Linked DNA regions of Mus musculus: region 1 is linked to region 2. A link is a contact called in public promoter capture Hi-C data. All regions are on one chromosome and are shown on one strand. The core of a region is the stretch at or near the end of the contact, and the rest is flanking DNA. Distances in the headings are between cores, read along the strand shown.

Region 1 (5,410 bases), core at 2,012-4,511, 2.8 Mb after region 2:
GAGGAGGGTTTTCCTCAAGTTACTGCTGACCTTGAAGCATCAGTAAAGACTAATGTCCTCTCCTCCGCTGTTGAGGCTGGCTGCTTCTCGAGGCTACTTTGCACTCTTCCTCCTCTCCTCCCTTTTCTGCACTTCACCCCTCCCACATTTGCAGCCAGAATCAACATTCTCTGGGCCACTGAGGCAATCAGCAGCTGGCCTGGAGGAGAGGACTGGGATTCACGGCAAGAAAACAAACACTCTGTCTCTACAGTCAAGAGTGGCCCCTACTTTCTACTGTTGCATCTCTGTGGACTGGGCAAGGTGGGGTGTTTATTCCTCACTAGCTGGTTTCCATCGTAAGTCTGGAATGGAATTGTAACAGTGGACACGAGGGAGCTCTGCCCTTTTCTGCTGGTTCTCCTGATGTTTGAAAGAGGTGTTAGGCTCCTGGAGCCTTATCTGTGCATTGCTGTATACACACAGACACACATGTATGTATGTTTGTTATATAAAAAAGCTGGTTAGACCTTGAGAGGTTGTTTGTAAACACTGGACAGATGCAGTTCAGAGAGCTTGGGTTGAGATTTGGCATGAAGGATATGGTGCTCTATTTGTAATAGAAACTTTCAAGGCTCTTCCAGCTCCCTTTCTCTTCGTTCTTTAGCTGTAGTCACGAGTTCTCGCTCCATGATTTTCAAGATCAATTCCCATTAAATTGCAAAGTGGATACTTTCTAAAAGACACATGAATAGTTATTAATGATCCTATTCCCCCACAATGATTCTCCCAAGCCTGTCACTTGCCTGTTTGAGCTGTGGTAAATGGGTCAAAAGAGGAGTTCAGTCTTAAGGAGCAGACTCTGTCACAAAACACCGTGGCCCATAGGAAGAGCAGACCCAGACTCACTCTGGAGTCAGCTTATCCGTTGCTCCAATCCTCCCTTTTAGTTTCCTGAGCCTGGCTTGGACCTTGGCATTCCGTTTGAATTCCTTCTTCTAACTGGAACATTTGTGTTGTATCTGTAACACTGGCACTGAAATAAAGACCACACGGTTAAAGAAATCGTTCCCACATTGTACTTTATGGTGTTGAAATGAAGCTTTGTAGCTTCCTTGCCCCCTATGTGAGAGCAAGTCTTACGGTCACCATAGGGTAGGAATGTCCTTTCCTGAGTATGAGAAATTGGTCTCTTAAGAAACCAATCTCATGAACATTCGAATTAAAGGTTTGAGCTTTTTAAACAGTAAGAGTGCCGAGTGTTTTTTAGAAAAGACCCCAATATTACCAAATCTTTATGTTGAATTGTTGGAATGAGGTGAAGGTGATTGTCTGTGGTACACGTTGAATGTACTATGTATGTTCAGGTATTCAGGCATCATGTCCAGTTTACTGCAGGAGAAAGTAAAAGTGGGCCCCCTTGCTTGTAAAGCGTTTGCAGTTGTTACTGTATTATGCAGTAAGACGACACTTTGGCTTCAGTTTTAACTCTTGATACAAATCTCCCTTTCTCCCTGCTCCATTTCACCACGCCTTTACTTAAATTCTTCAGTGTCTTGTCAAACCTAGCTCTGTATCAGATGCTAGACTATTCCTAACATTGACAAACTGGAGTTGAACTAAAGGCTCCAAAAGGGAAAGTTTCTGGTCTTAATAGTCCTGTAAGAGCAAGATTTACTGAAATTTACTTGACTGGGTAAATGGACATCTGAGTTACAAACAGGATATTTCTCCTGTGTTCAGCAAAACAGGTGTGGACAAGTGCAGACTTTAGACAGCCGCTCTGCCTGATCAGTGGGAGCCGTTAGGATTTCCTGCAGACGGATTTCATTGGATGCATAGTTAATGCTGTGAAACGTGATAGGATTAATGCTGTATTGGTGGATTTCTTGAATAGAATTTTGTCTTAACATTCCTTTTTTGTGTGGAGGCTTTATTTTCTCCATTTGTAGCTAACCAGCTCAGGTTTTTTGGTTGCTTTTTGTTGTTGTTGTTGTTGAACTGAGTTGAATCTGAAGAAATCTGCTCAAGACCAAGTGCTAGCCGATGGAGCTGGAAAGATCTCCTCTGTGGACAAAGCCTCAGCCCGGGTGATGAGTTTGGAGGTAGCATTTACAATCATCCATGGCTTTATCGAGAAGGAAAAAAAAAATCATGGCCTTAACACAAAGGGTGCTGTGTAGATATGGAGTTCATTTGGGAGACGACCTGAACACCATACTGACGGACTAGCAGCCAGATGCCTGCCTAGGATGCTGACGGTTGTGAAGACTGTCCCCTGTGATTGGATCTTTGAAAGCTTCAGCGTGCCTTCTTAGTTTCTAGGAGCATTAGTTCTCTTCTCACTCGGCCTTGCAGCTTAAAGGAGGAATCTCTTCGTTTCTGTGACTACGCGCGCACATTTCAGTCATTCCTTTCCCACACGTGACCCTTCAAGAGGAAACAGATTTGGATGTATATGACAACCTCGGAGCCTTTGTGAAGAGAGTGATTTCTGTGACTTTTGAATAAAGCCAAGGTGATAAGCAGTGAGCCCCACTTATTGACAGTTTTATACGCACTTGTACCTCATTAGCATCGCCTTCCTCGAGGAGTAGTTTTTATGTCATCCTTCTTTCCCATCCCAGAGTCACCCTAAGGGAGAGTTCCTCTAAGTAATCTCAGACAACTGTACACGCTTCTCCCACAATGCTTTGGTGCTGTTACCTTGAGATGGTTTAGGGAGTCATGGAGGTTTTCTGCTGTGTATGTTATCATCTGTTAAACTTCGAGGTGTTTTGGTTTTTTTTTTGGTTGTTGTTTTTTGGTTTTTTCATTTAAAGCAACATTCCTCAGTGTAACAGTACAGGTATTCCTTGCTTGGTTCCTGGTGTGGCTCTTAACCTTTGTTTGTTTCCCTCACATATGAAAACAGACTTTTAAAACTGTCCAGCACTAATAGTTTGAAATTTTCCATCTCCCATATGACACCTTGCTTTTCATTTCTGCGCCCTTTTAGAGAATGTTGGAAGTTAGGGAATACCGCTTTTGTGGTTCAACTTTATTTTCTTCTACATTGGAATATATTTCGGCCGTGAAAACTTGGGGAAGGAGGAGTTTGAATGTGTATTTTTCTTTTCCTACTGAATGTATTTTAACTACAGAGCCCTAAACTGAGAGAGAACAACAACAACAACAAAAAATGCATATTCACAAACTTTGTGGTTGGGAGGGCATTTGTCAGTCTGGGTGTGGGGGAAGGGAGAACTGCACAGGAAGTTCTGAAGTTTAAAATACTTCTGACCAGCTTTGGCTCGGGAGGGTGGGGCTGTTTGTGGAACTGAAAGTGAAAACCCTTTTCAAGCAATAGCAGAGAGTGGGTCCCATGGACAAGGTTCCAGTCCCAGAACCTGGAACTCTTAAACAGAAGAAAAAGCTGAAGCGGCTTGAAGCAGCTTGAGCAGTTGCTTCTTGCTCCTGGCTTCAAGACAGAGCATTGGAGACTTTCTCCCCTTAAAGACCTGCATTTGCGCTTTGTGTGTTTTGTTTTTATTTTATTTGGGGGACCTCATGGGAAAGGGCTTCTGCACTCCTTCCTTTGTGAACCCCACTGTGTTCTTGTATCATCGTCCTTCTCCTTTTACTATGTTGTAAGTTACGGTTTTCATTAGGCCCCATCACATCTTCTTTACTGTAAAATTATTAAAAGGCTGTTTCCAAGTGGGGCAGCTAATGAAGTTCTAATTATTGCAGACATATTTTTGAGATGTAAAACACTTTAAAGTGAAATGATAAGTCTCTTGGAGGCGAGTGAGGAATAACATGGATGTAAACATTTACATGGGATGCATTCGGATTCTGCTGTGTGTATTGTCTTTTGGTTGAAACAAATTATGAACAGTGACTAATAATAAAAAGTCAATACTCAATGATTTAAACTTTGCTGCCTTGCTTCTTGGATGTGAATCAGAAGCCCAAGATGAATTCTTATTCCAAAGCTTTGAGCTACACCGAGCCTTTTAATGTTCCTTTGAGCAGAAATCTCACCTAGAGAAGAAACATTTAAAAACCTTGTAGATGTTTTACACAGAGAAAAGTCCAAAGAGCAAGTGGACATTTAACTGGAATGCAGTTACTGTCAGGTTTGTTTTCTCCACATAGGCGAATCCTCAAAGCTCTGAAGCCACTATGATGAACTATGTAGCAAGGGTACCCATGTTTTATTATAAGTTAGGGTTCGTGTTTTGTTTGATTGATTGCTTGGTTGATTTTGGTGAGTTGTTTTGGTGACTTGATAGAGAAAGGCCTAACTAGCCCAAATGAATGACATTCCATGGCTTATTTTGCATAACACGTGAATTCCTTTTTTACTTGGGAGGCAGGTGAAAGGGCAGCCTCTGTTGCTGTAAAGGTGTTGTTCCTCAGGAGCCATTCTGCTTGTTATTTGAAATAGTCACTAGGACCTGGGGTTCACCCATTAGACAAAGCTGGGTGGCTATTGTCTCCACATCCCCAGGGCTGTGATTACATTAGACCTGCTTTGGGGAGTTCAGGTCCTCATGCTGGCATGGCAAATTATCTTCACAAACTTGATAACAGTTTTTTGCTGAAGGTTGAAAGCTCTTGGTTTTCTCTTGACTCTCACAATCCCTAACATTCCCTTAATTGAGAATGAAGAAGATATGACAGTTTCCAGGTTGAAGAGGGGGAGGGTGTGGGCCTGGGTAGGTTATCTCCTTTATGCAGCAGTGCCCTTTGGCACTGTTTGATAACATTTCTATAAACTTGTTTTCTACTTGGAGTAGTTAAAATACATCGTTTCTGTATTTAAGTTTAACTGATGGAAATCTAAATATAATTAGGTGAAACTATAAAAGCCACAGTAAACAGACAGTAGATGTTTACTTAACAGTACGATGGGTTGTGCATAGGTTTAAATGTCATTCCAGAACTACAAGATTAATTTTAATCACATGAATGGCTTATTATTCTGTGATCTCCTCCAGTTCAGCTGTCTTTATATGTGGGGGGAAGAACTGTTCAGTGGTTGGAGGTGCAGCTTAGTTCTTGCCTAGCTTATATGAAGCCCCAGGCACACGTTAAAAGGAGAAACAGAAAAAAAATTCCTTCAAATTTTGAAATCAGGTAAACATTGGAACCAGAGGACACAACGCCTAGACCTGCTTATCCTGTGGTAGCATAACATTGGGGTTGGGCCTAACGAAGACTTTGTGATCACTGAAAGATTGGGAGCTAGGTATCAGTAAATAGATCTGAACTTCCAGGCTCCTCTACATAGTCTGACCTTAGCGCTCTTTCTCGACGGTGTTCTGGAGAGGTAGTGGGCGTGTGGAGCCCAATAGGAAGGAGAGGAGGGATGCTAATGCCTCTTTGCCTTAGTATGATGGGTAGTGAGGAGCCTGCAGTGATGGCAGATGGTTTTGTGTATACA
Region 2 (5,210 bases), core at 1,949-4,448:
ACACAGAGAAACCCTGTCTCGAAAGAAAGAAAGAAAGAAAGAAAGAGAGAGAGAGAGAGAGAGAGAGAGAGAGAGAGAGAGAGAGAGAGAAAGAAAGAAAGAAAGAAAGAAAGAAAGAAAGAAAGAAAGAAAGAAAGAAAGAGAAAGAAAGAAATCAGAATCTTCATAGTTGTCGGGTAGTTCATACAAAACTAAGCAGTTTAAATCATGCCCAGAAAGTCCACTTGTAGCTACATGAAAAGAAAACACAAAAGCTTGTTTGCACACATTATCACCAGCACTGTGAGAGCCAAAAGGTAGAAACTCACATGTAGTCAGCTGGTGAGTGGATAGTCAGGAACAAAGCTGTACTTACACAGCAGGATGTTCAGAGCTAAGAAAGGGGCCAAGGACTAGCCAAGCATACTATATGTAAATTAGGTGTGACAGCTTGGGTCTATAATCTTAGCACTCAAGGTGAGGCAGGTGGATTGCTGCAAATTGAAGGCCAGTCTGAGCTACAGAGTGTGAGACCCTGTTATTTATAATAATAATAATAATAATAATAATAATAATAATAATTCCAGGCGGTGGTGGTGCATACTTTTAATTCCAGCATTCAGGGAGCTAAGTTTGAGGCCAACCTGGTCTACAGAGCTCCAGGACAGCCATAGCTACACAGAGAAACTGTCTCAAAAAAAAAAAAAAAAAAAAAAGAATCAGACTGGGCATGGTGGTGAATGCCTTTAATCTTAGCACTCAAGAGGAAAGTGGATCTCTGTGAGTTCAAGGCCAGCCTGGTCTACAAAATGAATTCAATTCAGGTCAGCCAAGACTACATAGTAAGACCTTATCTCAAACAAACGAAAGCCGTGCTTTGTGAAAGAAGGGACCATAAAAATCCACTTGCCTGCTTCTGTTTACAGAAAACCTACAGGAACAGTGCAACAGCGCTTCTAGGGTTAGGAGATTCTAGAGGGGATGGGGCAGTGAGGACCGTGTAGAGTTTCTCGCAGGGACGGGAGATTGTTCTGCTGTAAGTACTAGGGTAGCTGCACAAGTTTGTGAATGAGTATTACAAACAGGCAGTGGACTAGACAGGTCTGTTAGCCACTGTTTGCCCAAGCCTTGGTACCAGAGGAGCGCCGTGCCGCATAATGAGCTGAAGGGTTCAGCTCTTTTTGCCCATTTGGTTTTTATTATGAGTCCTCCCTTGTTCAGGCCACACCCCCAAGAATGCCCATCCCATTACCTTAATCGCATCCAGAGTGTCGTTCAGTTGCTTCCTTTGACTCTGCTTGTGATCCACCTCGGGCCCCTCATAGAAGACTCCGAAGTTGAGATACACTTGTATAGAACTGAAGCGATTCTGCTCATTTTTTAGACAAAGCTGATAGAAGCCTGTGGGAATTCCTAGATCTCATTACCAGGTCTTTAGTGCCCCATCCTGTCTTACATTCTCTGTTTAAGAGTCCTGTCTGTCCTGGAAGCACTCTGTAGACCAGGCTGGCCTTGAACTGACCAAGATATGCCTGCCACTCCCTCCCGAGTGCTGGGATTAAAGGTATGTGCCACCACTGCCCAGCCCTTATTTCTCAATTTCATAGAAATGTTTGACTATTATTGTAGCTTTGGAGATGAATACATACCTGTTTCTTGTGTAGCAAAGTTAATCTGGCCCCTTACATCCTGGGAAGTGTCAATAAGGAAACCCTGCGGGGTATGTGCCGTGGCAACAATGTGGCGGTCATGTGACATCCCGAGAATGCGCTGAACCTGCCATCACCGGTAAAAGAGAGAGAGAGAGAGAGAGAGAGAGAGAGAGAGAGATCCTTACTACATCACTCAAAAACCAGCAAGGTGCCAGGCAGTGGTAGCGCACGCCTTTAATCCCATAATTCCAGCCCTTGGGAGGCAGAGGCAGGAGGATTTCTGAGTTTGAGACCAGCCTGGTCTACAGAAAGAACAAACAAACAAACAAACAAAACAAACCAGCAAGGACTGATGCTGTATCTTGTTTGAGGCCAGTGCCTGGGCTACATGAGATCCTGTCTCCCCAAGAGCCCCCACAACCTAAAAACAAAAAACCAACAAAAAAACCAAAGTTACCTCTAACTTTAATATTAAGGTCCTTGGTGGCCTAAGCCCCTTTGGGTGTACTTGCCCAAGGGATAGGCACCTTCCAAAGAGGAACAGAATTGTCTGGGTGCATAGACAAAGCTTTGAGCCGGTTATTCTACAGGTTGTTAGGATTAGCACATGCAGGAGGTCTGACCTTATCTCACCCCATGAACTCAAGTGATTTCACTTAAAATCTATTATGGGACCCTTTTCTGTCTCTCTCTTGTTTCTTCTTTCTTTTTCTTTTTTTCTGTTTTTTTTTTCTTTTTTTTTTTTTTTTCTTTCAAGACAGGGTTTTTCTGTATAGCCCTGGCTGTCCTGGAACTCACTTTGTAGACCAGACTGGCCTCGAACTCAGAAATCTGCCTGCCTCTGCCTCCCAAGGGCTGGGACTAAAGGTGTGTGCCACCACTGCCAGGCTCGTTTCTTCTTTATTGACAAGTTTCTCTGTGTAGCCCTGACTGTCCTGGAACTCACTCTGTAGACCAAGCTGACCTTGAATTTAGAGATCCCCCTGCCTCTGCTTCCTGAGTTCTGGGATTAAAGGTGTGTGCCCCACAATTATGTGACTATTTTAGCACGTGTTGTCTTTCCTCATATCCGAGGAAAGCTAAAGGTTGCCTCTCTTGTCCATTGGATTGGAACACACTTCTGTAGCTTCCAGTTCTAGACCAAGCCATATGCTTTAGCTCCCGTTGCTGGCTGTTCATCCAAGTCTCACCCAGAGTTGCTCTCTAACTGAAGGTCCACTTGATTCACAAGTGGCAGCCACAGCCTCATAGAGAACCAGACCTTGGCTTCATCAAAAGCCTGGCTCACTTTATAAAAGGTATGGCCAGAGGCCTCCACGCACCTCGTAGCTGAAGTAGAGGTATCCCATCTGGTCAGCAAATTGCCAGAAACATTCGATGGCTCCTGGAGAGACCACGATGGCAAAGTCATTCCGATCAGCTCCACGGAAGAGTGGCTGGTCCTTGGAGCCGTGTAGGGGATCTGTCTCCTGGCTCTTAACAGAAGTCACGAGGCTCAGAACTACCAGCTCAGCCACGAGGAGCAAAGGGAACATGCTGCCTTCTGTGGGTTCTTCTGCAGGTGAGCTGCTCACAATCCCGTGGAAAGGAAGTCAGCCAAGCAGCCAGCTAATCATTAACCCCACACGCCACACTTAGGACCAGTTTCAGAGCCATTGTAGATCTTCTGTAATACAGGTGCCATGCACCACAATGCCCCCCCCCCCCTCCGTTGGTGCAGTGCAGGGTCTCCTATGTAACCACACTGTTCTTTAAATATTTCTTTCATGTATACTGGTGCTTTGTCTATGTGTACACCTGCATGCCAGAAGAGGGCATCGAACCCCATGGGACTACAGTTATAGAGGGTTGTGAGGCGCCATGTGGGTTCAATTCCCAGCACCCAGGACCTCCAGAAGAGCAGCCAGTGCTCTTAACCACTGAGCCTCTCTCCAGGCTGGTCTTGAACTCAGAAATCTGCCTGCCTCTGGGTGCTGAGATCAAAGACATTGCCCACCACACCCAGCTACATAAACATTTTAGTGTACGAAGAAGTAGTGCCGGCTGCTTTTATGTCAACTTGATACAAGCTATACTCATCTGAGATGAGGGAGCCTCATTTGAGAAAACGCCTCCATAAAATCAGGCTCCAGGCAAGCCCGTAGGGAATTGATGGGGTTAGTGATTGATGGGGGAGGGCCCACTGCGCTGTGGGTGGGGCCACTCACAGGCTGCTGGTCCACCCACTGCGCTGTGGGTGGGGCCACTCACAGGCTGCTGGTCCTGGTCTCTATAAGAAGACAGAGCAAGAACTGGAGAAAGGGCTCATAAACAGCAGCAGTGCTCCACATCCTCTGCATCAGCTCCTTCCTGCAGGTCCACGTCCTGCATTGAGTTCGTGTCCTGGCTTCCTTCATTGATGAGCTGTGATGTGGAAGCCGAAGCCAAATTAAACCCTTTCCTCCCCAAGGAGCTTTTGGTCATGGTGTTTATCACAGCGGTAGAAACCCAAGCTAAGGGTGAACAAGGTGGTCCACCCCTCCTCTGACTCTCTCCTGCCTGATTGGAAAGCTCTGGAGTTTCTCCAAACCCTGAGACCTTCCATCTCTTCTTCTACTCGTGACTTCTTTGGCACCCACAGAGAGGGAAAAACTATCCAAAATCCTCTATAAAACCATTATATATTCCTGGTCCCATGGGAATAGTTGGCGAAGCTGGAGTCCTCACGTTCTAAGACGGTTTCTCAAGTTGTTGGTTTACAAACTCTAACTCCTGTAACTGTGTGTGAGTGTGTAGCAGGTAAAATAGGATTTCACAGTGTAGACCCAAGCCGGGTCAGCATTAGCCCAAGAGGCTAACATTTTTATTTCAGGAAGTCTATGACGGTCTGGGTAATAAATGCTGCTGGCAGTCTCAGGTACTTGATGCTTGGTCTCCAGTTGGTGGTACTGTTTGCTTAGTTGGTGGTACTGTTTAGTTGGTGGTACTGTTTGTTTAGTTGGTGGTACTGTTTAGTTGGTGGTACTGCTTAGTTGGTGGTACTGCTTAGTTGGTGGTACTGTTTAGTTGGTGGTACTGTTTGTTTAGTTGGTGGTACTGTTTAGTTGGTGGTACTGCTTAGTTGGTGGTACTGCTTAGTTGGTGGTACTGTTTGTTTAGTTGGTGGTACTGCTTAGTTGGTGGTACTGTTTAGTTGGTGGTACTGTTTAGTTGGTGGTACTGCTTAGTTGGTGGTACTGCTTAGTTGGTGGTACTGTTTGTTTAGTTGGTGGTACTGCTTAGTTGGTGGTACTGTTTAGTTGGTGGTACTGTTTAGTTGGTGGTACTGTTTGTTTAGTTGGTGGTACTGTTTAGTTGGTGGTACTGTTTAGTTGGTGGTACTGCTTAGTTGGTGGTACTGCTTAGTTGGTGGTACTGCTTAGTTGGTGGTACTGTTTGTTTAGTTGGTGGTACTGCTTAGTTGGTGGTACTGTTTAGTTGGTGGTACTGTTTAGTTGGTGGTACTGTTTGTTTAGTTGGTGGGACTGCTTAGTTGGTGGTACTGCTTAGTTGGTGGTACTGTTTAGTTGGTGGTACTGTTTAGTTGGTGGTACTGTTTGT

Evidence for each region. Promoter capture Hi-C pulls out the DNA fragments that hold promoters and counts their contacts.
Region 1: a contact with region 2 is called in a promoter capture Hi-C map of pre-B cells, with 6 times the contacts expected there. The contact joins the enhancer-like site here to the promoter of Tmed6 in region 2. A contact is called at or near these places in 5 of 39 promoter capture datasets (cranial neural crest, hippocampal neurons, liver and 2 more) and 1 of 115 datasets of contacts at active chromatin or transcription factors (embryonic forebrain).

Annotation. Positions count from the first base shown.
Region 1 is chr8:109,860,315-109,865,724 of GRCm38.p6, forward strand. It overlaps Ap1g1 (adaptor protein complex AP-1, gamma 1 subunit), which reads left to right. Exons shown (of 24, transcript NM_009677.6): 24 at 1-3,896. All of the region lies in intron 1 of Gm17344 (a long non-coding RNA gene), which reads right to left. Among named protein-coding and RNA genes, the nearest start is that of Gm17344, 5.5 kb to the right of the region's middle. Within about 2 kb of position 3,262, at least 73 of the 459 cell types and tissues checked have an H3K27ac peak or open chromatin away from gene starts, as enhancers often do. A contact at or near this core is called in liver and pre-B cells, where this site is marked.
Region 2 is chr8:107,062,446-107,067,655 of GRCm38.p6, forward strand. Tmed6 (transmembrane p24 trafficking protein 6) reads right to left here and starts at 3,199. Exons shown (of 4, transcript NM_025458.2): 1 at 2,954-3,199; 2 at 1,629-1,755; 3 at 1,232-1,380. The coding sequence starts at 3,166.